Regions from separate parts of the Mus musculus genome. Here region 1 is linked to region 2. Evidence: chromatin contacts called from public Hi-C data. All regions are on one chromosome and are shown on one strand. The core of a region is the stretch at or near the end of the contact, and the rest is flanking DNA. Distances in the headings are between cores, read along the strand shown. Region 1 has its middle 150 kb from the start of Adamts3. Region 2 overlaps Adamts3 (a disintegrin-like and metallopeptidase (reprolysin type) with thrombospondin type 1 motif, 3).

The links. A called contact is a pair of places that touch in the nucleus more often than the background predicts.
Region 1: a contact with region 2 is called in a Hi-C map of cortical neurons, with 2.4 times the contacts expected there. The contact joins two enhancer-like sites. A contact is called at or near these places in 1 of 39 promoter capture datasets (hippocampal neurons) and 9 of 484 Hi-C or Micro-C datasets (cerebral cortex, cortical neurons, nephron progenitors and 2 more).

What each region holds. Positions count from the first base shown.
Region 1 is chr5:90,031,843-90,034,542 of GRCm38.p6, reverse strand. No RefSeq gene overlaps it. Among named protein-coding and RNA genes, the nearest start is that of Adamts3, 150 kb to the right of the region's middle. Within about 2 kb of position 1,327, at least 24 of the 459 cell types and tissues checked have an H3K27ac peak or open chromatin away from gene starts, as enhancers often do. A contact at or near this core is called in cortical neurons, where this site is marked.
Region 2 is chr5:89,710,186-89,712,885 of GRCm38.p6, reverse strand. It overlaps Adamts3 (a disintegrin-like and metallopeptidase (reprolysin type) with thrombospondin type 1 motif, 3), which reads left to right. Exons shown (of 22, transcript NM_001081401.2): 6 at 2,146-2,229. Among named protein-coding and RNA genes, the nearest start is that of Gm7056, 95 kb to the right of the region's middle. Within about 2 kb of position 1,290, at least 4 of the 459 cell types and tissues checked have an H3K27ac peak or open chromatin away from gene starts, as enhancers often do. A contact at or near this core is called in cortical neurons, where this site is marked.

The sequences.
Region 1 (2,700 bases), core at 78-2,577, 320 kb before region 2:
TTATTTTTGTTTAGATTTTTTCCTCTTTTTCTTACATGCCTATTAATCACACTCCTCTCTTATTCTTTAATTTGAATGCCTATATACTCTTAGTCTCTTTCTCTGTCTCTGTCTCTATCTCTCTCTCTCCCCAGGGTCTCACATAGTCCAGATAAGACTGGCTGGTTTGACAATTTCTAGGCAGCTGAGGCCAGTCCTGAACTCAGGAGTTCACCTGCATTTACTTCCCAATGTTTTTCTTGGTTTGTCTTTTAATTACTTAATTCTGTTTTACGTAATAGTCCCTGGTGCCTTCTGTTTTCACATAAAATTCACATGAAATATATTTTTATTATATGGACCCTCAATATGGTTTATAATCATTTGATGTGTTGATTGATTAAAGCCCGTCTGGTTATCATCTTGAATGGTTAATATTGCCAAAAAGAAATGCATGTATACATGCATATATGTATGTACTTACACACACACACACATATATATATATATATATATATATATATATACGTACATATATATATATGTACACACACACACACATATATTCTTGGATTGGTCTTTCCATTGATGCTTTCTGTTAAAAATAAAGTCTTACAAACAACTGTCTTTAATTGGGTGAGGACCAAGCAAAGACTATAATTAAGTATTATACAATAGTTTTAAAGTAAAATTCCAAAGTAGAAAACCATATAGTCAGAAAATAATATGACATAAAAAATATACATGAGGGAAAAACAAAGCCTGAAACACGTTTCCAGGGTCTTTACTTTTCTCTATATATGCAGAGCTGGTACTCAAATACTCCCACCAAATATAGGTTCAGGAAGTGTTGACCTTTGAAAATGAACACAGTTTTTTCCTTTCTATATATCATATTAAAACAACTGAAGTCAATATAAATGCTCACATTAACTATAAGGACAAATAAACAAAGCACATGGTACCAAATAAAAGACACGGCCACTGTTCTAAAGACTTCCTTAGATCCCAAGGTATTGAGTTTTCTTTTGCCCTCTTTCAGTATATTGTCTCCTTGCTTGTTATCAATCCATAGAAGCTGCCTCTGCCTTTCTGGTATGTGCTGGGAAGGAAACACTCTCTCTTGATATATCTAACCATTTGGTGTCACTGTTCGCTTTGGGTATTGCTTGGTCTGACTAGAACACGAGCCATTTGGTTAGGAAAGCTGTCACATTTGGAAAGGAGCAACCAGGCAGGGAGAAACTAAATTGTTTTTCTTTGTCTGCCTGCTGTTCCAAGTCGTTGCAGGCACTGCCAGTAAATCATGGGGAGAAGTGTGGGGCCTGTTCAGCTGTCAGTGAATACGAGGGAGGGATCCACTCACACCAGCCTGTTCTTTATATGATGGACTCAGTTACCAAAGGCTGGTGGTGGGCACTGGAACAGAGGTCTCAAGAAGCAGCCCCGGTTGTCTAAGGAAAGAAAACCCTGTAACCATCAGGAAAAGCACGTGCTGCTCTGTTCGGCAAGGCTTGTGCTTTTCACTGTGCTTCTGGCATTAAGTCCCCAAAGGCCACCATCCACTGAAGCAGAATTCATCATGAGGTTTGTTCCATCATGGAACAGGGGTGAGATGCAAACACAGTTAGGATTGGCCTGAGTCATTCTCTTGAGGCAAGCTTGGGTTTTTAGGTGAGATCTGTGTGCTTGCAGTGGGGTGACACTGATATGCAATATATTATAAGGAGGATAAGAATATGAACTGTGTGGATGGAATGAATCGTCACCTATGAAAGGTTATTGAGGGAGAAACAGATCTTGTGGAGGAGAATGGTGAGACATGAACCCTGAAATGCACTCTAAAATACCAAAGGGCGATGGCAACGCAGCATGTAAGTCTTGCGAAGGTCTAGAGGTCAAGGTATAGTTATATCAAAACTTACTGTGGAAATCGATGACATAATTGCTTGGTAAACCATCTAGTGGTATCAAGATTGTGGCATTTCCTAGAGAAAAATGAATTAGACTACCACTGTAGGAAGAAATTGCCCCTTTCTCTGTTGTCATAGTTGACTAATGACTGCTATACAAAGGACTTTGAACTCATGGTACCACTTAATACTTCCAACCAATGTATGAAGCCACACAATTTACCACCTCCATTTTCTAAATGAAGAATCAAAGCACAGAATGTCACTGAAATAACTCACTCAAGGTAATTGTTCACTATGCTACATAGGTTGTGTCTGATATGGGTGAAAATAGATGATAGAAAGTGACCTCTCTTTAAATCTGTTAGTTATATATAGACTCATGTTTGAGAGGGAATAATGAACCATTGATAAATTCCTTAGGAACTGATAAGAAACAGGGAAAACCACTCCCAGCACAGGACTTTGCAAGACACAGTCATGACTACAATATAAGGCAGTTTTTAGGTAGTTGGAAATCAGCAAGAAAATAAATACTGAGACCAACTCTTGTACTAGGTTCAAATTTATCATTTTATGAGTTTGAAAATAGACACTCACCAAGTCAAAAGACCAAGGGCCTTTCCTCTCATTGATGACTAACTAGGCCATCCTCTGCTACATATGTAACTAGAGCCATAAGTCCCACCATGTGTTTTCTTTGGTTGGTGGTTTAGTCACAGAGAGCTCTGGAGGTACTGGTTAGTTCATATTGTTGTTACTCCTATAGGGCTGCAAACCCCTTCAGCTCCTTGGGTACTTTCTCTAG
Region 2 (2,700 bases), core at 41-2,540:
TGGCTCACCTGAAACCCCTGGAATTGGGGGAGGGAAGGTTCATTTGCTCTCTTGCTCTCCCATGATGCTCAGGTGAAGGCTGAGGCCAATTCTGCACAGCCTTCAGACATCAACATGTGCCCAGGGCAGCAGCCCAGACCAGGGATGCCATCCTGGCCTTCGGTGGCACCATGCTGCTACAGACGTGGCCCCTTGTGGCAGTGCAAGCTAGGACCCTATCATGGTCCCCAGTGGCATCACCAGCTACTCACCTTATTTTGTCCCTTGCTATCCTCAAGTTGGTAGCCATTGAGGGATTTTTGAAGCAATGTGATCTGAGAAATTTAATGTCTTCTATCTTTAATCACTGTATCTCCCAAGTCATTCTGTATAGGACACATTTTCTGGGCTCTTTGGTCTCTGTTATTTTCTTTAAATGCCATTGTATTGTTGACCAGCTCTCTTATATGTCAGTACATAGTGAGTTCAATACTTTGGGTTTCCGTTAGCCTATAGTAAGCCAAACTGGCCATGGGTCACCTGCCTATACTCCTGGGCAATGCAAGGGTTCATCACAGAGTATTTTTTTTTTAATCTAGCTTATCTTCTATAGCTACCAAGCTAGATCTTTCTAATTAATGACTATATATAATTAATGCATATATATGTATATATGCATATATATGTATATATATGCATTTTCCACTTAAAGGTACCATAAAGCCTTTCCTGTTAGAATATGCTTTACCTTTTTTAGTATTTTCTACCTTAGACTGACCTTTCACATCTATCTTTGGTAGCTTTGTAAATGCTGTGTACAATCTGAATACATAGTATACTACCCATCAATTTAAGATCTAAAATGTTGAAATTATTCCATGCAGTCATGCTAGAATCTTGAAACATCTAACTCGAGATTTCTTGGCCTGTTTCTTGGTAGGTGTGGCAAGTCTAACATGGCAAGCCAGAGTACCCTGATGCATGAGTTTCATTCTATGATGATTAAATGTTCTGTATTTTCTGGCTTTGTACTCTTCTCTGCAGCTTTTAGATTTGCTAAGCCTGCCATCCAAACCTCCTGGATCTCAAGCGAAATTGTGGTTAGTTTTCATCTCTCTCCTAGTTTCTGTTAGAAGTTTGAGCCCTTGTTCTGGGGGAATAGCTCGGAACTGGAATCTAGCCAGGTAACCCTGCCTTTGTCATTTCTGCTAGCATTCACCAAGTTGGACAGACTTTCTTTGCACTCACTTTGCAGTAGCTTAATCAGAAGATATAATTACAGTGTGCTTTAGATTCCTGTCTGCCAGTAACGCACTGTGTGGTTTAGCTTGTCACTGACAGTCTACAGGCTTCATTGTCCTCCCTGTATGAAACACAGTTGAGCTGCAACCTAAAATTGCTCTGATTCCAACATCTGTACTATTAAAGTATACAAAGTCATTTCTGAGAAATTCTAGCCTAACTTTCAAAATGTAATAATGATATGGGAGTCAATTGAGATCTTCAGAGTTGAGTCCAGAACTGACATCTCTGATAAGCACTTGTACGGTCTCCTTAACACTGCATATTCTGAAAAGTATTTATCCCACAGTAGTTCTAAAAAAGCATTGCCCCAGCTGCTCGGTCCTGGGGGATGCTGGGAAAGCTACCTACTTGCTGACTCACAGATAGATCCCCAAAGCTTCGATACAGAAATCCCTCAGCCAAGATAGTACGTTTGCAAGCCATGTGGGCACTCTTGCTATATTGTCTGTCTTCTTCTGTTGTCTTGTGGCCACTCACAGAAGGACAGAAAATCAGGAGTCATTTTTTTTTTAATTTGTTTTATGTGAGTGTTGTGTTATATGTAGGCATATACACAAATGTGTGTGTGTGCGCACACACACACACACACACACACACAAATTTGTTAAATAAATCTCCTCCTAATATGTCTATGTTAATTTTTCTCTGTACTTTACAAAAACTCAATAATTCACATATCCAAAGATTGCTCCAAAACAAAAAATAAATTACTTCATTTTGGAGATTGGCTTAAACTAAATTTAAACACAATGTAAGTTGCCCAATCTGAGTAGAGGACTTGCAACTGGCGTGGCAATGTTGTGTGTGTCTTGAAATCCTTTGCATTGCCTTTCTTCTAGCAACTATCTCTTTTGTCTCCAGGTAAATGAAATCTACCACGATGAGTCCCTCGGAGTGCATATAAATGTGGTCCTGGTACGAATGATTATGCTTGGTTATGCAAAGGTAAAATACCTTAATGTGGGCTATAAAAATTAAGATTAGGCTAGCCAGTAAAAGATGGGGTGGCAAAACTACTTTCAATCTTATGTAGACTCATGGTTATAAAGCTGGGGAGGAGAATTTTCCAGAATGAGAAGAAAATGTTAAATTGGAGCAACTTTTTGTTAGAGGCAGGTCTCATATAGTTCAGATTGGACCAAGACTCTCTATGAGGTCAAAGATGATCTTCAACTCCTGATCTTCCTAACTCTGCCTCCTAAATGGTGGCATTATAACCATGCACTAATGCCCAATGCATAATCTGCTAGAGATTTAACCAAGAATCTTTTGCATGATAGAAAAACACTATTAACTGAGCTACATTGAACTGGATAAGTAAGTGAACATGGACAGATGCTATTAAGGAAAAAGAAAATGTCCTTAGCCTATTAGCATGAGGTTTGTAGCCTGTATATGAATTCACTGTGTCTATGG